2 separate regions of the Mus musculus genome follow, and region 2 is linked to region 1. The links are chromatin contacts, called in public Hi-C maps. All regions are on one chromosome and are shown on one strand. Each heading gives the region's core, a stretch centred on a gene start, on an enhancer-like site or on the middle of the called end of the contact. The rest is flanking DNA. Distances are from core to core; before and after follow the strand shown. Region 1 has its middle 6.8 kb from the start of Adam10. Region 2 overlaps Gm32511 (predicted gene, 32511).

Region 1 (3,613 bases), core at 704-3,203:
CACAGTGGAAAGGAAGAATTTAAGAGTTGTCCCCTGATCTCCACTCATTGACTGTGTCGTATCTTAACACACACACACACACACACACACACACACACACCCATAAATAAGCATTTTGTTTAAAGCCATGTTTGTGGTCCTTCAAAGCTAAGAAGTAGGACTGCGGGTGTGGCTCGGCGGTATCATAAAACATGTGCTTATCAAGCACGAAGGTCTGCATGTAACTCTCCAGCCCTTAAAACTCAAACAAAAAGTAAGGAGTAGGCTTTGGACCATGGCAACACATCTTTATTTAACAAAGAATTCTAGAGAGTAGACTACAAGATTCAGAGAGAAGGTTAATTCAGAGTTAAGGTTGGATTAGAAAGGATAATGTTGGGTGATGAGGAAGGACAGAGTCTAGGTAAAGGACACTTAGTTACAAAGTAATTGTTTTTCTAGTTTTAACTCTGTCATAGATTTTCTTTCCTTTCTTTTTGTAGATAAGTGCATACAATGTTTAAAAGTCGATTTTTTTTTTTTTTTTTTTTTTTGGAAACATGGTTTCTTTGTATAGTTCTGGTTGTCCCTGAACTTGTTCTGTAGACCAGGTTGGCCTGGAACTCACAGAGATCCACTTGCCTCTGCCTCCTGAATGCTGGGATTAAAGGTGGGTGCCACCACTGCCCAGCAAGTGGATAAAATATAATTGATAGTATATAAGCCAAAGCAAAGGTCAACAGCTTTAAAATGGCTACTCTAATTGTACAGAACTTCATTAAGATGTGTAGGCTTGGGGCTACATCAGCCTAGCTGGATGTTGTTGTGTTTTAGTTTGCAGGTTACACACACACACACACACACACACACACACACACACCCCTTAAGTTAGAAGCTTACTGTACTCCTTACTCTCTTTTCTCATTGCTGTGACCAGATACCTGGCAAGAAGCGACTTAGGGAAAGAAAGATTTATTTCGGTTCATGGTATGAGAGGTACAGCCTATCATGGGGAGGAAGGCAGGGCAGCAGGAACAGGTGGCTGGTCACGTGATGCCCTTAGTCAGGAAGCAGAGAGAGGTAGTGCTGCCGCTTCCTCCTCGCCCCCCTTTTATTCAGTCTGGACCCCAGGCCATGGGGCCCCAGCCCACACTTCCTTCCTCAGTTAACCCTCTCTGGAAACATCATCGCAGACACACCAAGACTTGTCTCCTAGATGACTTCAAATCAAGTTAAGTCAACTCTGAAAATGAACTATCACACCTGGTACATCTTCCTGTCTATAAAATGGATTACATCTATCTCACAGCATTGTTGCAGTGAATAAACAAGATTGTGTATATTAAAGTGTATATTAACATATCAGGGCTATTATTTGATAATCTGTGGGTATCTGTCCTAGTAACAGAATAAACGTTTGTAGAGTTTCACAACCATGATCATTGCCATTCTGTAGGTTTTCTGGTCCTCTGCCTTTGCCTTCAGGGTCTTGGTCCTGTTGATGTCAGCTGCCACGGTAAGAACACGAGAGTTTCCAGGAAGTAACGCATGCTTAATTGTAACAGAAGGCTAAAAATAAAAGGTGTTTTGGGATAAAATGTGATCGAGATTACTGGAGCCAGAGAAGTGTAAGCAAAATCTTCAAGGACTATTGGAAGTTGGTCTAGTTTCTGAAACAAAGGTCACACAGGCAATTTACTGACGGGAAAACTGAGTTCCAGAGTGACAGACGTCAAGCCCAGTCCAAAGAGGGCAGTCTTTCCTCAGTTCCTGACAAGCAAAGCAGAAGCATCTACAGCTACACAGAGCCATGGCTGTGCCTTGAAAGCTCCTAACTGTTGGATATGAATGAATAAGGAAAATTTTTTTAAAAAATCACTTCAAATCAAAGGAAAGGCGCCTGTGTCTAACATGGTTTCTGAGCCGTCAGCCTGTGCCCTGACCTTGAGAGGCTGGGTTAAAGCTGTGAAAAGGGGAAAGGAAACAAAGACAGAAAACAAGTTGGCAGAAAAGTGCAAGACGTTTTCAAGACTAGACAGACCAGTTTAACTGAATGGAGAGGAAAGAGAGGCCCACAGATGGATGAGGTGTGCCTGTGGAGGCTTTAAATTTTTCAGTAAGCTACTAGAAGTTTAGACAGGAAGATATTGTTTCTAGTTTTTGAATAGAGTACTCAAATTTAGCCTATATTCGTATTGAACTTTAGTAAGTTTGTGTTGGACATGGATATACTGTACTGTGTGGCTCTTTCTAAAACTCCTATAATATGTGAGTCACACTTGTCTTTGAGAATTAGGGAGAACGTGGTTATAATTCAGTATTACAAATGCTTGGCTAGATGTGACAGCCCCTGAGTTCACTCACACACACACACACACACACACACACACACACACACACACACACACAAACACTACATAAATAAGCATTTTGTTTAGAGCCATGTTTGTGGTCCTTCAAAGCTAAGAAGTAGGACTGAGGGGTGTGGCTCGGGCGGGGTGGGGGGGTGGGGAGAGGAGAGAGTATGAGAATATTTGATTTTTTTTTCAGTTTGGGGATCAAATCCACTAGGTTCCTATAGTAACCAGGGCTAAGTATTTAAATAAACATTACAATTTTGTAAGTCTATATTAGAGGTATATAGATGGTAATTCTTTCTAGTAGAGAAGTTAATAAGGATTTGAGAAGAGGGAAGAAGCCTTAGGCATAGGGTTTCTATTGCTGTGATAATACACCATGCCCATAGGCAGCTCGGGAGGAAAAGGTCTATTTCACTTATACGTTCACACCACAGTTCATTACTGGATGAACTCAGGGGAAGAACCTGGACGCAGGAGCTGATGCAGAGGAAGAGCTCTGCTTACTGGATTGCTTTTCCCATGGCTTACTCAGCTAGCCCTCTGAAAAAAATCCAGGGACTCCAAGCCTGGGGTGGTGTGACCAACTCAGCTGGGCCCTCCCATATCAATCCTCCATCAAGAAAATATACCATAAGCTTGTTCCTTCTTCCAAAAGGACCTTAGCTTGTGTCAAGCTGACTCAAAACCCAGCCAGTACACCATATCTCCATTCTGTCTCCGTGCATTTTAAAGGAAATGGATACCCAGTCCCCACCCCCACCCCAGTGTTGGGAATTCTTATGTGTGCTAGGCAAGTACTGTCACCTCTGCGGTTGATCTATATCCCCAGCTCAGACACTGGTACTTTTAAATGCCTGTAGTTGTAAATAGCATATTTCATTAGTCTCTAAAAGTGTATTTAATGCATTCCCCCTAATTCTTCTTTTACATGAAAAGTAAAATTCTAACCAAAAAAGTGTATTGAGAAATGAATCACTGAGCCTCATTCTGTAGAACATGTGGGAGAGACACTCCTTCTGGAGGGTAGAACATGTGCAAAGGTGTTGAAGTGGGAAGTGGTGTGTGTTTGGGAAACTAACTGTTGTTGAACGGCGGCACATTGCGCTGATTAAAGCCAGCCTGTTCTCCAGACAAATTGAACCTTGGCGGTTGGCTCTGCCACTCAGGTTTCTGACTTAGGGTGGATTACTTAAGTTATTTCAACTTCCATTTCCTTACAAATGTCAGCTCCTGTTACTCTGATTTTGCCCTTGTTTCCTTCTATTTTACTAACT
Region 2 (3,613 bases), core at 678-3,177, 520 kb after region 1:
TACCCTTATTGCCCACTATTTGCAGTACCCAATAATGCAAGGCATTCCAGGTTGTTCCCGGACCATCTTGTGACCAAAGTCATGATGCAAAGGCTGTAAGGCTCCTTTAGAAAAACAGCTCTATAGATAACAGAAAACAATCACAGTTTTCTACAATGACTTCTTCACAATCAAAATACTTGTATAAAACTACTCATTCTGATGTATTCACTAGAAACAGTGAAAAGCAACCACTTCATTCTAATGTTTGCTCTAGATATAATCATTCTACTTCCCAAGTCCTACTACAAATATTAATTTCTTTTTATGTGTATGGGTATTAGCCTTCATGTGTATTTGTGTATCCCATATATGCAATGCTTGCAGAGGCAAGAGAGGACATCAAGTTCCCTGGAACTAGAGCCTCTGCTTGGTGCTGAGAATCAAACTTGGGTTCTCTGGAATAGCAGTCAGTGCTCATAACCACTGAGCCATCTTTCCAAACCCAATATAGGAATATTTAACGAGGGAAGAATGCTTATTCACAGAGAAGAGGGTGCTGCGTCTGTTTATGTTGAGTTGGAAATACATTCATTACATAGTTTCTTCTTCCCCGGTATTGGGAATGACATTGATCAAAGTGCTCAGGCGAGTTCTCACAAGTTCCGCTTCAGAAACTCCAGTAGAGTTTGTGATTGACAGGAAGCCCTTCCACCGTCTCCTCCTCCACTTCTCCTTTTGGTCTTAACTGCATGTATCTTTTCTCTAGAAATAGTATTTTGCGTAGGGTTTTCCCCCCGTATCCCCTTTCCTTACCCACCTCTCTGTGACAGGGAAAAGGACTGACTTTGCTGAGTCATTGCTATTTCCTGTACTCTTGATTCCTTCTTATTCTAATTCTTGAGTTGGGTGGGCATGATGGTAGATGTCTGTCTTTCATCTCAAGAGGCAGAGACAGACAGATCTCTGAGTTCTAGGCAGCCAAGGCAACACAGAGAGCCACCTCCGCTAAAGAATACCCACTATTTTCTTTTTTTATCAGTATCATTTATATCCTCTACTTCTTACTTCTGTAATACTGTGGTCACATTCTTACACAAAAGTCCTAAGGACCATGCCCGGCCTTTTTGTTTGTTTGTTTTGTTTTTGTTTTTGTTTTTGTTTTTGTTTTTGTTTTGTTTTTTAACATTACTTTCACTTAAGAGGCATACATTTTCTTACACTTTTAAATTTTTCAATACAAAGATTTATTTTTATTATTTTTAATAGTGCCTGTGGAGTGTGGTGTGTGCATCCTTTATTTGTCTAAAATCTGTCCTACTCTCTCTAGCTCCATTGTGAAGGATTAAACCCAGGCTTCTCCACTTTCCTACTTGGACGATTGAGTCTTCTGATGGTTTTGTCTCACTCCAGCTTCTTTCTCCATACCGTCTCAAGACGTGATGTCCAGAATTACCCTGCATCCAATGCCTCTCACTGCCAGTCCCCCTCTCAGCTCCCCACTACTGGTTGATTTGGCTCATGTCTCTGTTTAGAGTAGGGTTACAGAAGCAAAGCAGTGCAGTAAACTGAGCCTAGTGTGGTCAGTGTAGGTAAATAGAGTAGCTTGAGAAATTATGTCATTAAATCTTCCAATACCTTATGACATGAAGAAAAATTAGACGGAGGGTAAAATATTCAATAGTGACAAGTCAGAGGAAAAAGCATAACCTTATGCTTTAAATGCTAAGGGAGAAAACATACAGAAGACTTTGAGTGAGTCTGGGGCATCCCAGAATAGCACCCAGCCCTGCCCTACTTCTCTGTAGCTCACTTTATAGAGCAGGGAACCCTGCCTAAAAATTCTCATCAACACTATTCGGTGTGTAAGAGACGGAGGTGCAGCTGTGTGCCTACCTACCGTTCTTGCTGCTCTCATACACTTTGGTTTCTACAGAGCCTTACTCCCTCTGGTGGACCCAAGGAACACTGTATTCCTTCGCCTCTTCAGCTGCTGGAAGCCACTTGCCTTCTCTGACTCTTGGTTCCTCCCTCCATCTTCAAAGCACATGGCTGCAAGATCTGCTCTTATCATCAGCCCCCTCACCCCTCTCCTACCCCCTACCCCCACCCCGTCCTCATTCCCTCATGAGGATCTTCTAAGAGCCCTGCTGGGTGCTTCAGGCACTTTCTCCACCTCAGGAGCTTTACTTTAATCACATCAGCAAAGCCCCCTTTTGCCATGCGAGGTAAAATACTTACAAATTAGGAGATTAGATAGGGTAGATAGGGGTATTTCTAGGACTATTATTCTGTCTACAACTAAATGATATTTCTGGGGAGAGAACAACCCGGCCTCTGTAAAGCTGCATTCGACCTCAGGCAAGCTCTCTCTCGCCCCCGTGTGGACCGTTTTTGCAAAACATGGGTTAAATGCAATTTCTTGCACTGAGGTGGCAAGGGTGAAGAAACATCAAAAAAGAGGTCAACTGCAGCTCTGAGGTCACTTTTACACCCCAGCGGTCAAGGATCTAAGGGTAAATCTTTTCAGAAGAAGGTACAGTCAGTCAGAGAAGCTAACTCATGGCTGCTTCAAGCGGAACTTAGTAAAGGGGGTGTGGGTGTGACCAACATGTTCACGTGTGTGATTGTCAACAAAAGAAAAAAACTGCAAAAACTTGGTTAAATTATAAGTTCAATAAAACAAGCATTCAGAGAAGAAATGGCTTTTGAAAATGGTAGGGGTTCAAATGATATGTTCAAGAATTAAAGAACAGAGGCTGGAAAGATAACTCAGTGGTTAAAAGTGCTTATTGCTCTTTTTTTTTTTTTTTTTTTTTTTTTATTTTTATTTTTTTTTTTTCATTTTTTTTTTATTAGGGATTTAGCTCATTTACATTTCCAATGCTATACCAAAAGTCCCCCTTACCCACCCACCCCCACTCCCCTACCCACCCACTCCCCCCCTTTGGCCCTGGCGTTCCCCTGTACCGGGGCACACAAAGTCTGCGTGTCCAATGGGCCTCTCTTTCCAGTGATGGCCGACTAGGCCATCTTTTGATACATATGCAGCTAGAGTCAAGAGCTCAGGGGTACTGGTTAGTTCATAATGTTGTTCCGCCTATAGGGTTGAAGATCCCTTTAGCTCCTTGGGTACTTTCTCTAGCTCCTCCATTGGGAGCCCTGTGATCCATCCATTAGCTGACTGTGAGCATCCACTTCTGTGTTTGCTAGGCCCCGGCATAGTCTCACAAGAGACAGCTACATCTGGGTCCTTTCAGTAAAATCTTGCTAGTGTATGCAATGGTGTCAGCATTTGGAAGCTGATTATGGGGTGGATCCCTGGATATGGCAGTCTCTACATGGTCCATCCTTTCATCTCAGCTCCATACTTTGTTTCTGTAACTCCTTCCATGGGTGTTTTGTTCCCACTTCTAAGGAGGGGCATAGTGTCCACACTTCAGTCTTCATTTTTCTTGAGTTTCATGTGTTTAGGAAATTGTATCTTATATCGTGGGTATCCTAGGTTTTGGGCTAGTATCCACTTATCAGTGAGTACATATTGTGTGAGTTCCTTTGTGATTGTGTTACCTCACTCAGGATGATGCTCTCCAGGTCCATCCATTTGGCTAGGAATTTCATAAATTCATTCTTT

Evidence for each region. A called contact is a pair of places that touch in the nucleus more often than the background predicts.
Region 2: a Hi-C map of the G1E-ER4 cell line shows a contact between it and region 1, with 4 times the contacts expected there. The contact joins two enhancer-like sites. A contact is called at or near these places in 6 of 39 promoter capture datasets (the C10 cell line, the HPC-7 cell line, HPC-7-derived erythroid cells and 4 more), 2 of 15 datasets of contacts at CTCF or cohesin (large pre-B cells and stem cell-derived epiblast-like cells), 16 of 484 Hi-C or Micro-C datasets (the AML12 cell line, B cells, the Ba/F3 cell line and 7 more), 12 of 115 datasets of contacts at active chromatin or transcription factors (bone marrow-derived dendritic cells, bone marrow-derived macrophages, embryonic forebrain and 5 more) and 1 of 9 other capture datasets (macrophages).

What each region holds. Positions count from the first base shown.
Region 1 is chr9:70,670,423-70,674,035 of GRCm38.p6, forward strand. No RefSeq gene overlaps it. Among named protein-coding and RNA genes, the nearest start is that of Adam10, 6.8 kb to the right of the region's middle. Within about 2 kb of position 1,954, at least 96 of the 459 cell types and tissues checked have an H3K27ac peak or open chromatin away from gene starts, as enhancers often do. A contact at or near this core is called in the Ba/F3 cell line, the G1E-ER4 cell line, the HPC-7 cell line and 1 more, where this site is marked.
Region 2 is chr9:71,186,869-71,190,481 of GRCm38.p6, forward strand. All of the region lies in intron 5 of Gm32511 (predicted gene, 32511), which reads left to right. Among named protein-coding and RNA genes, the nearest start is that of Gm32511, 20 kb to the left of the region's middle. Within about 2 kb of position 1,928, at least 19 of the 459 cell types and tissues checked have an H3K27ac peak or open chromatin away from gene starts, as enhancers often do. A contact at or near this core is called in the Ba/F3 cell line, the G1E-ER4 cell line, the HPC-7 cell line and 1 more, where this site is marked.